Regions from separate parts of the Muntiacus reevesi genome. Here region 1 is linked to region 2. Evidence: chromatin contacts called from public Hi-C data. All regions are on one chromosome and are shown on one strand. The core of a region is the stretch at or near the end of the contact, and the rest is flanking DNA. Distances in the headings are between cores, read along the strand shown.

The links. A called contact is a pair of places that touch in the nucleus more often than the background predicts.
Region 1: a contact with region 2 is called in a Hi-C map of muscle, with 6 times the contacts expected there. The contact joins the promoter of AFTPH here to the promoter of SERTAD2 in region 2. A contact is called at or near these places in 2 of 3 Hi-C or Micro-C datasets (blood and muscle).

What each region holds. Positions count from the first base shown.
Region 1 is chr3:41,932,402-41,935,780 of mMunRee1.1, reverse strand. AFTPH (aftiphilin) reads left to right here and starts at 2,069. Exons shown (of 10, transcript XM_065929056.1): 1 at 2,069-2,270.
Region 2 is chr3:41,715,564-41,719,102 of mMunRee1.1, reverse strand. SERTAD2 (SERTA domain containing 2) reads right to left here and starts at 2,161. Exons shown (of 2, transcript XM_065929053.1): 1 at 1,578-2,161. It overlaps LOC136162803 (a long non-coding RNA gene), which reads left to right and starts at 2,556. Exons shown (of 3, transcript XR_010662172.1): 1 at 2,556-2,776.

The DNA.
Region 1 (3,379 bases), core at 820-3,319, 220 kb before region 2:
ACTCAACAGCTCTACACAATGTTGGACACTGATTTCTCTGTTGTTGTCCTTAACTGAATAGAACTGGCTTCTGCAGTTACCTCACAAAAATCATTTTATAATATTTTATGTATGAACTTAGGAAGATTTTTCTGAAAGCAGAGTTTTCTTTTTAAAGTTTTGATGTTTAAATTTATTATTTCGTTTTAAACATTTTCTTGATGATGGGTCTGCTTTTTGCCCTATGTTCTTCTGCTATTTCTGTTGGGTTGAGCTATCAAATTGGAACAGCCATGAATACATCTAAAATCAACTCATTTCCAGTCTCTAAACACATACACACAAATGCAAATATTTTCGTTTCTTTCCTTCCCGGTCAATAAACATTTATAATGAAATACATATACATATATACATACACGGCTTCCCTGGCGGCTCAGTGGTAAAGAACCCGCCTGCCAATGCAGGAGACACGGTTCAATCCCTGGATAGGGAGGATCCCCTGGAGAAGCAAATGTCAACCTGCTCCAGTATTCTTGCCTGGGAAATCCCATGGACAGAGGAGTCGGGCGGGCTATTATATAGTACTTGCGGTCGCAAAGAGTCGGACTCTGCTGAGAGATTGAGCACGAACAAGCTCCCATACCAGCAGGGGGCGAAATACAATAGGGATAAATTTGACAAGCTGTATAGATTTTTCTTGCTTTAGCGACTTAGCAATAGCAAAAATCCAGCACCACCGCCGCAAAACAATTGATACTCCAATGTAAAGTGATGCAGTCTCCGTACATCTTACAGCTATTGAGTTGTAAAGAGATGCGGGTCTATTTTAGCGCTTCAAGTTAAGTCGTCTAGAACATTGCAGAGGCGGGATAAACCGTGATGAACTGCTTTTGTCCTTCTCTTTCCCCTGATTTGTGTAATTCCTCCACTCAAAAGGGTGGACACTTCTCTGTGGCTGGTGGGGGGTGGGTGGTGTTTTCCATCCTTGTTTCTTTGCGTAGCTGCTGAGCTTTGCTGTTTTGGAACTATTTTAAATTATTCAAATTGTCTGTGCAAGTAAGAAGGAGCAGCCGGTAGCGCTCACGACTGCCGGATAGGATCCCAGGCTCATCGTCCCAGACGATAACAATAATCCCCGCAGTCTTGCAGTCTGGTTCTTACAGTGGCTGGCGTTCTAACAGATATTCACTACAAAGGAAGGGGAAAGGTTGTAAGAACGCAAACGGTCAAGGCTGACGACAGAAAAATGTTATGACCGCTGTTATAGAAACGCGGAAGTTAATTTTATTTCTTTACTTTAATCGAATAGTCTTACGCAGCATATGTGAATAAACGACCACCGTCTCAATCTGTTAGCAAAATCCCCCCAATTTTTGTTGTTGTTGGTCTCAAAGACGGTTTTCAGTTCGGCGGGTGCTTTCCCTCTTGCTTCCCATTTTAAATTTGATTTAACTCTTCTTACATATCAACTTCCTCTTCTGTCAGCGTAAATTAAAAAGAGGAAGGGACTTAGACTGTGACGAAAAAGTCGTTTTTCGTGGCGAAAAGGGCAAGCTAATAAATGCTCTCCAGTAGGCTTCTGGTGAAGATACAGTTCTGTACCTCAAAACCTTTGCACATTTTACTTGGAGAGCAAAAGAGTTAAGACGGTCTCGAGCTGAACGTTAATCTTAGCGGGTTGAGGAGCACCTGCCCCTTGCCCGGAGCGCTGCCTCAGGAGCGGCGGAGTGCGGGAGGACCTTTCCCCCCACCCCGCAGCTCGATGACTCGCTAGGAAGTCAGGAAAAAGGGCAGCTTGCCCGCACCCAAAATGGCTGCCGGCGCTCTGTACGATGGCGCCTGCGCAGGGGTAAGCATTCTGTGACACAGATTCCCCCTGTGTGTCCTCCCCCACCCCACCCCTTCGGCACCCACCAGCGCCGGGCCCCGACCCAGCCACCTGCGCCCGGAAGTGACGTGTCAGCGGCAGCGGTTCCCCCGCTGCATGATGGGAGTGTGTGTGGAGTGGGCGGGGGGTCTCCGCGGAGGAGGAGGTGGAGGCGGCGGCGGCGACGGCGGCGGCGACGGCGGCGGCGGCGGAAGAGGGCGGAGGGTAATGGGATGGGGGTCTCGCGGCAGCACTGAAACTCCGGGTGGGCGTCCATGGCGCTGCTTCGCTGACAGGGCTGTGAGCAGCCTGCCTTCCGCTCTTACCAGCGCCGCGTCCGAATAGCCGGTCCTTCCCCGGGGAGCCAGTTCCTCCCCGGGCCCCTGAGCCATGCCCATCGCGGCCGCCCCGGACGAGCCAGGTAAGCTTCACCAGCTTTCCCAGCCGCGCGGGGAAAAGAGGTTAGGAGACTTGGCCCGGCCCACCGGCCGGATCCTCGCCTGGGCCGGGGACACCTGCCCGCTGCGGATCCGGGGGCTGCGGGGACGTTGCCGGCTCTGCGGGCCTGCGGGCTCCCGGCTCTGTCCTCTTCTACAGCGGGTGCGGGGACGCCGGCGGCGGCGGCGTCTGAGGCGCACGGCCCCTCCTCGCCCTCCCGGGCACCGGCCGGCGAAGTGAGAGCTTTTCCCACGTCCCTGGCCGTCGCCGACTCGCCCTGCCCCTCCGCTTCCACCTGCCCTCGGCTCTGCACCGGCCGCTCCCTCCCGGGAGCTTGTTGAGAAGTTTGGGGCTTTGCTCCTGCTTCCTCGTTCTCCCTCCCCCTCCCTCGTGACAGGTGTAAACACTGCCTGCTTTGCCCAGGCCCCAGGCCAGCGGCGACCAGAGTGTGCTGCTTCCTAGGGTCTCTGAAGCAAACAGCTTTTGAATCCTCCAGCAGGCAGAGGAGACTGCACCAAAGCTCATTCATCCTTTCCTGAGAGGACCTTTTCTGCTCCCTTCTTGCACTGCTCAAGAAATCGCCTGCGTCCCCTTCCCAGACTGCGTGCGAAAAGTTGGACCTTTATTCTTGAAGTGCCCAGTTTGGCAGCTGCTACATCTTGCTTGGGCAGGGGACATAGTATAAGGTAAATAGTGATAGGATCCTTTCACCAGTGGGAAAGTACTGAGAATGCTTAGGTTTTACTCTTGCTGGTTAGTTCACGTTGATTTCGCACTGAATCTTCCGTTGGGGCCAAGGGAAGGACTAACCCAGACATGGAAATATTTTACTGGGGAGCAAATGAAACAAAATCGGTAGTTCCGTTTCAAAGTTCTCACTTTAGGAGAAGTAAAACTCTTGAACTTTAATCTTCCCTTTCATCAGCTACGTTTTTGTCTTTGGTGGAATGGGACAGGGAGATAGTTTAATCTTTGAGGTTGCATTTAACTATTGCTTTCCATTAACCTTTTAGACGTGATTATATGCCAAAACTCTAAGGGAAACAGCTGTTTCAACGCTATTGTGTTGATACAATCTACACAGTTACTCTA
Region 2 (3,539 bases), core at 912-3,411:
TCAGGGGGCGATGATGATGATGATGGAGCAGCTAACACCAAGTGCTCCCTAACCTGTGCCCTCTCACTTACCCTTAAGGCAACCCTTAGAGGGGAAAGTCATCCCTCCCGTTTACAGGAGAAAACTCTCATAGGCCAGGTTTGAACTTGCCAAAGGTCAGTCAGCCATCCTGGGATTGTGGCTAGATTCAAACTCAGGCAGCATGGCTCCCCTGTGTTAATAAGGCCTCTGAACGATTTCAGTCTTAAACACTCATGAAAAAGGCCACATGATGAAATGTATTAAACGATTCAGAAAGGCTTTGTATAAGTCTTCCTGAAACACTCTGCCAGGTTTGGGGGCTTATGACAAGCATTTCCTTATGACAGCATTTACATTTGAGTCAACTTTACTACTTTGGGCTGATCATAAACACATTGCTCCTCTTTAAAAAGAAATTTTTCTGCAGAAACTTGGCAGACTTCAGTACAGGAACAGTCTATTCTTTACAATTAAATTTAGCAACAACTTATTCTGGTTAGTCTGAAAGAAAAGGAGAGAATGAACTACTAAGAGGCCTTTGGTGTACTTTAATATTTCAAAACATGTTTGGTTTGGCCTAATTTGAATCTTGTGGACAAGTAGACCAGAACTTGATTCAAAAAGAATAAGTACCATTTTAAACAGGCTGAATTCTCAAAAGTAGCCTCAGAAGGTGATTCAGAGTATTTCTCATAATTTTTATTTTTACCTCAAATTAAATACTAAAGATGCATAGGGGAAGTCTCATAAAGCATATATACAGCCACACATGTGTACTTTTGAACAGCCTGCAACCAAGAAACCAAATTAAAATTTTGCTCAAGAGCAATCAAGTATACAAAAAAGGGATATCAAAAGAAAAAAAAAATCCCTATTTGTCTTTTAACACATCCCACTGTGCCCAGTGACCAGGAAATAAAAAATTCTGTGTTATAATTTCTGGCTAGAATAGAGGTGAGCTAAAGATGAAGTGTCAAACTGGCTTTCCATCTTACCTCGCTTTCCTCCAACAGGTTCAAAGACTTTGTAATCTTTACATTAATATTGAATTCTCTCTTTTTTTTTTTCCAAAAGGGAACCTACGAAACTATTTTAAAATTAAAACAGCAAGCCATGCCACTAGGCAACCTGTCTTCTCGTGGTCTATCTCATTCAAATCAGACATACCTTTTGCTTAGCCTTTACTGAATAAAAGTTTAACTTTGATTTGGAAGACAACGTACCCGTTATTAGCCGTCTGACACTTTTTGCAGGTCATAGAGTCTACCAGTTCAATTCGCTGATTATGACCGCTCACTAAGAAAGCTTGCCATTACCGCTCATTTTATAAGCGTTGGCAATACCTAGAAATACAGCAAGGCTGGTGAATAAGGAGTCGAGGGGCGGGGGAAGAGGGAGCGAGGGAGGAAGGCAGTCGCCACCTCAAATCCACGGCGGACCGGGAACCTCCAGCCCACACCGTGATCCCTTACCCTCCCCAAAGTGGACCTGCTACATTTTCCCAGACCGTCCCCCCGCCCCAACACCCGTCCCCGCTAACCCAACACGGCACTCACCCTTCAGCGAAGTCGGCACCGGGTCCAGCTCCGAGACGGGTCGGGGTGGCAGCGAGGGAGGGGACGTCTGGGCTGTGGGCGGGGGGTGTCGGTGCGTCACTCGAGTGCAGGACGGTGAGTTCGAGGGGTGGGAGCGGAGCGGAGCAGGGAAATCAAGTCACTGCCGAAAAGGGACGAGGAGCAACGAGGGGGGTGGAGGGGAAAGCCCGTTCCCTAAAATAAGCCCACCGGCCCCTGCGACCCCCTGCCCCAGGGAGGGAAAATAAAATCCGGGGAAATAAAAAGACTGACAAATAAACCTCTAAAACGATGAGATGCGAGGGTCAGACTTTAATTTAAAGGGGGGAGACTGAGCGAGGGCTGGAGGGGTGACAGAAGTGGCTCTAGGTCTATCCCATGCCTTTGCAGTCCCCAAGCGGAGGAGGAGGCTGGCTGAGGGGAAGTTGCAGCGGCTCCCGAGGAGGAGGCGGAGGAGGCGGAGGAGGAGGTTACACGGTAACAAGTACAGACAGCCAGCCATGGATCGGAGGGGCGCTGCGAGCTGGGGCGGCCGCGGCGGGGCGAGCGGCCGCGGCAGCAGCACCGCCTGCTCGGCTAGCTCAAGACATTTAATTGGATTGATGGGTTGTGCAGTGACTCACAGACTTTACAGAGTCGTAAAGCAGTCCCCGCCCAGCTGGACAGGGAGATGCGGTGGGGACGGCAGGGTGAACGGGGGCTGTGAAAGAACCGGGAGGGGAGGAGGCGAGTGAGAGGGCGAGGCGTTGGAGGGGGCGGGGAGCGGAGCGGAACCACCCAATGCCGAAGCCCGCCGCTCCGACGGGCGTGGGCGTCGGCCAATGACGGTGCGGCTCGATAGGCGGCAGGCTTCGCCCCTGGCCCAATGAGTCTTCTAAGGACACTGCCGCTAACGGGGCGGGGGGAAGTGGAGTTGGGGGTGGGGAGTAGTGGGTGGACGTTGAAGTAGGGAGGGAGCGGTGGAGGGAAAGATGAGGCACCGGAGACCGGCGGAGTCACTCAGCCCTCCTCGCTCCAGAAGTGCGCCTTCTGCCAATCCGAGGGCCGCCTGGGGGTGATGGACGCAAACGTGTGCCCAATGAGGAGGAGAAGGTGTCGCTCCGAGCCACAGGGGAAGGAGTGGGCGGGCCAAGATCCTCCCCTCCCTCCGGCACCCAGGTCCTCCCTCCCGCCCTGTTCAGGTCAGTCACGCAAATAACAGTGTGAGGGCCGGGGCCGTGCGCGGGGGTGGGGCGGCGGAGGGGCCGCGCTGCCTACGGCGTGACAGCGATAGGGACTGGCTGTGCTGCCGACTCCGCACCGACCGGAGGAGTCGATGAAGAAAGGCTGGCTCCTTCCTCAGCCTTCAAGCTGCTGCTGTTGCTGCTCAACCTCTGCCCGGCGCTGCCTGGGAGCCCCTGCGGCCAAACCCCACTCCCGAGTGGCAGAGAGATTTGGAGTGAATCGGATCAAAACTTTGCCTGCCGTCGGTGCAGTGCCCAGTCTCGGAGACAGCTCCGTGTGACGTCCTCTGGGGCTGTGCTCTGGGAGCCGAGGGATCTGGACGCCGAGACCGGAGGCGTTTCCCTCCTTGCTTGCCTGTGTCCAGGGGAAGTCAGGGTAGGGTGTGGACAGGTTGAAACACCTCCAGGATACATAACATTTCTTTATCGGGTTTCTGGAAAAGGCACTTAACCTGACGCGAGTGAAGCTGTGTGGGCTTTGTGCGTGTATATATCAGCTTCCTCCAGCCCTTCCTCCCGCATGCATTACTCTTTTTCTGCCACTTCTCTGCCCACTCTCCTCACCTTGGACCCTGACACCTTGTACTCACTACTAGATCTTGCTGCTCATTCCCCGGAGCTACGGCTTTTTACTCAATTTCTTGCCTACTGTCTAGGAATCATTGTACACACCTTAACACTCCATGCACTTGTACTTGAAAGTAACTGGGATCACTAATAA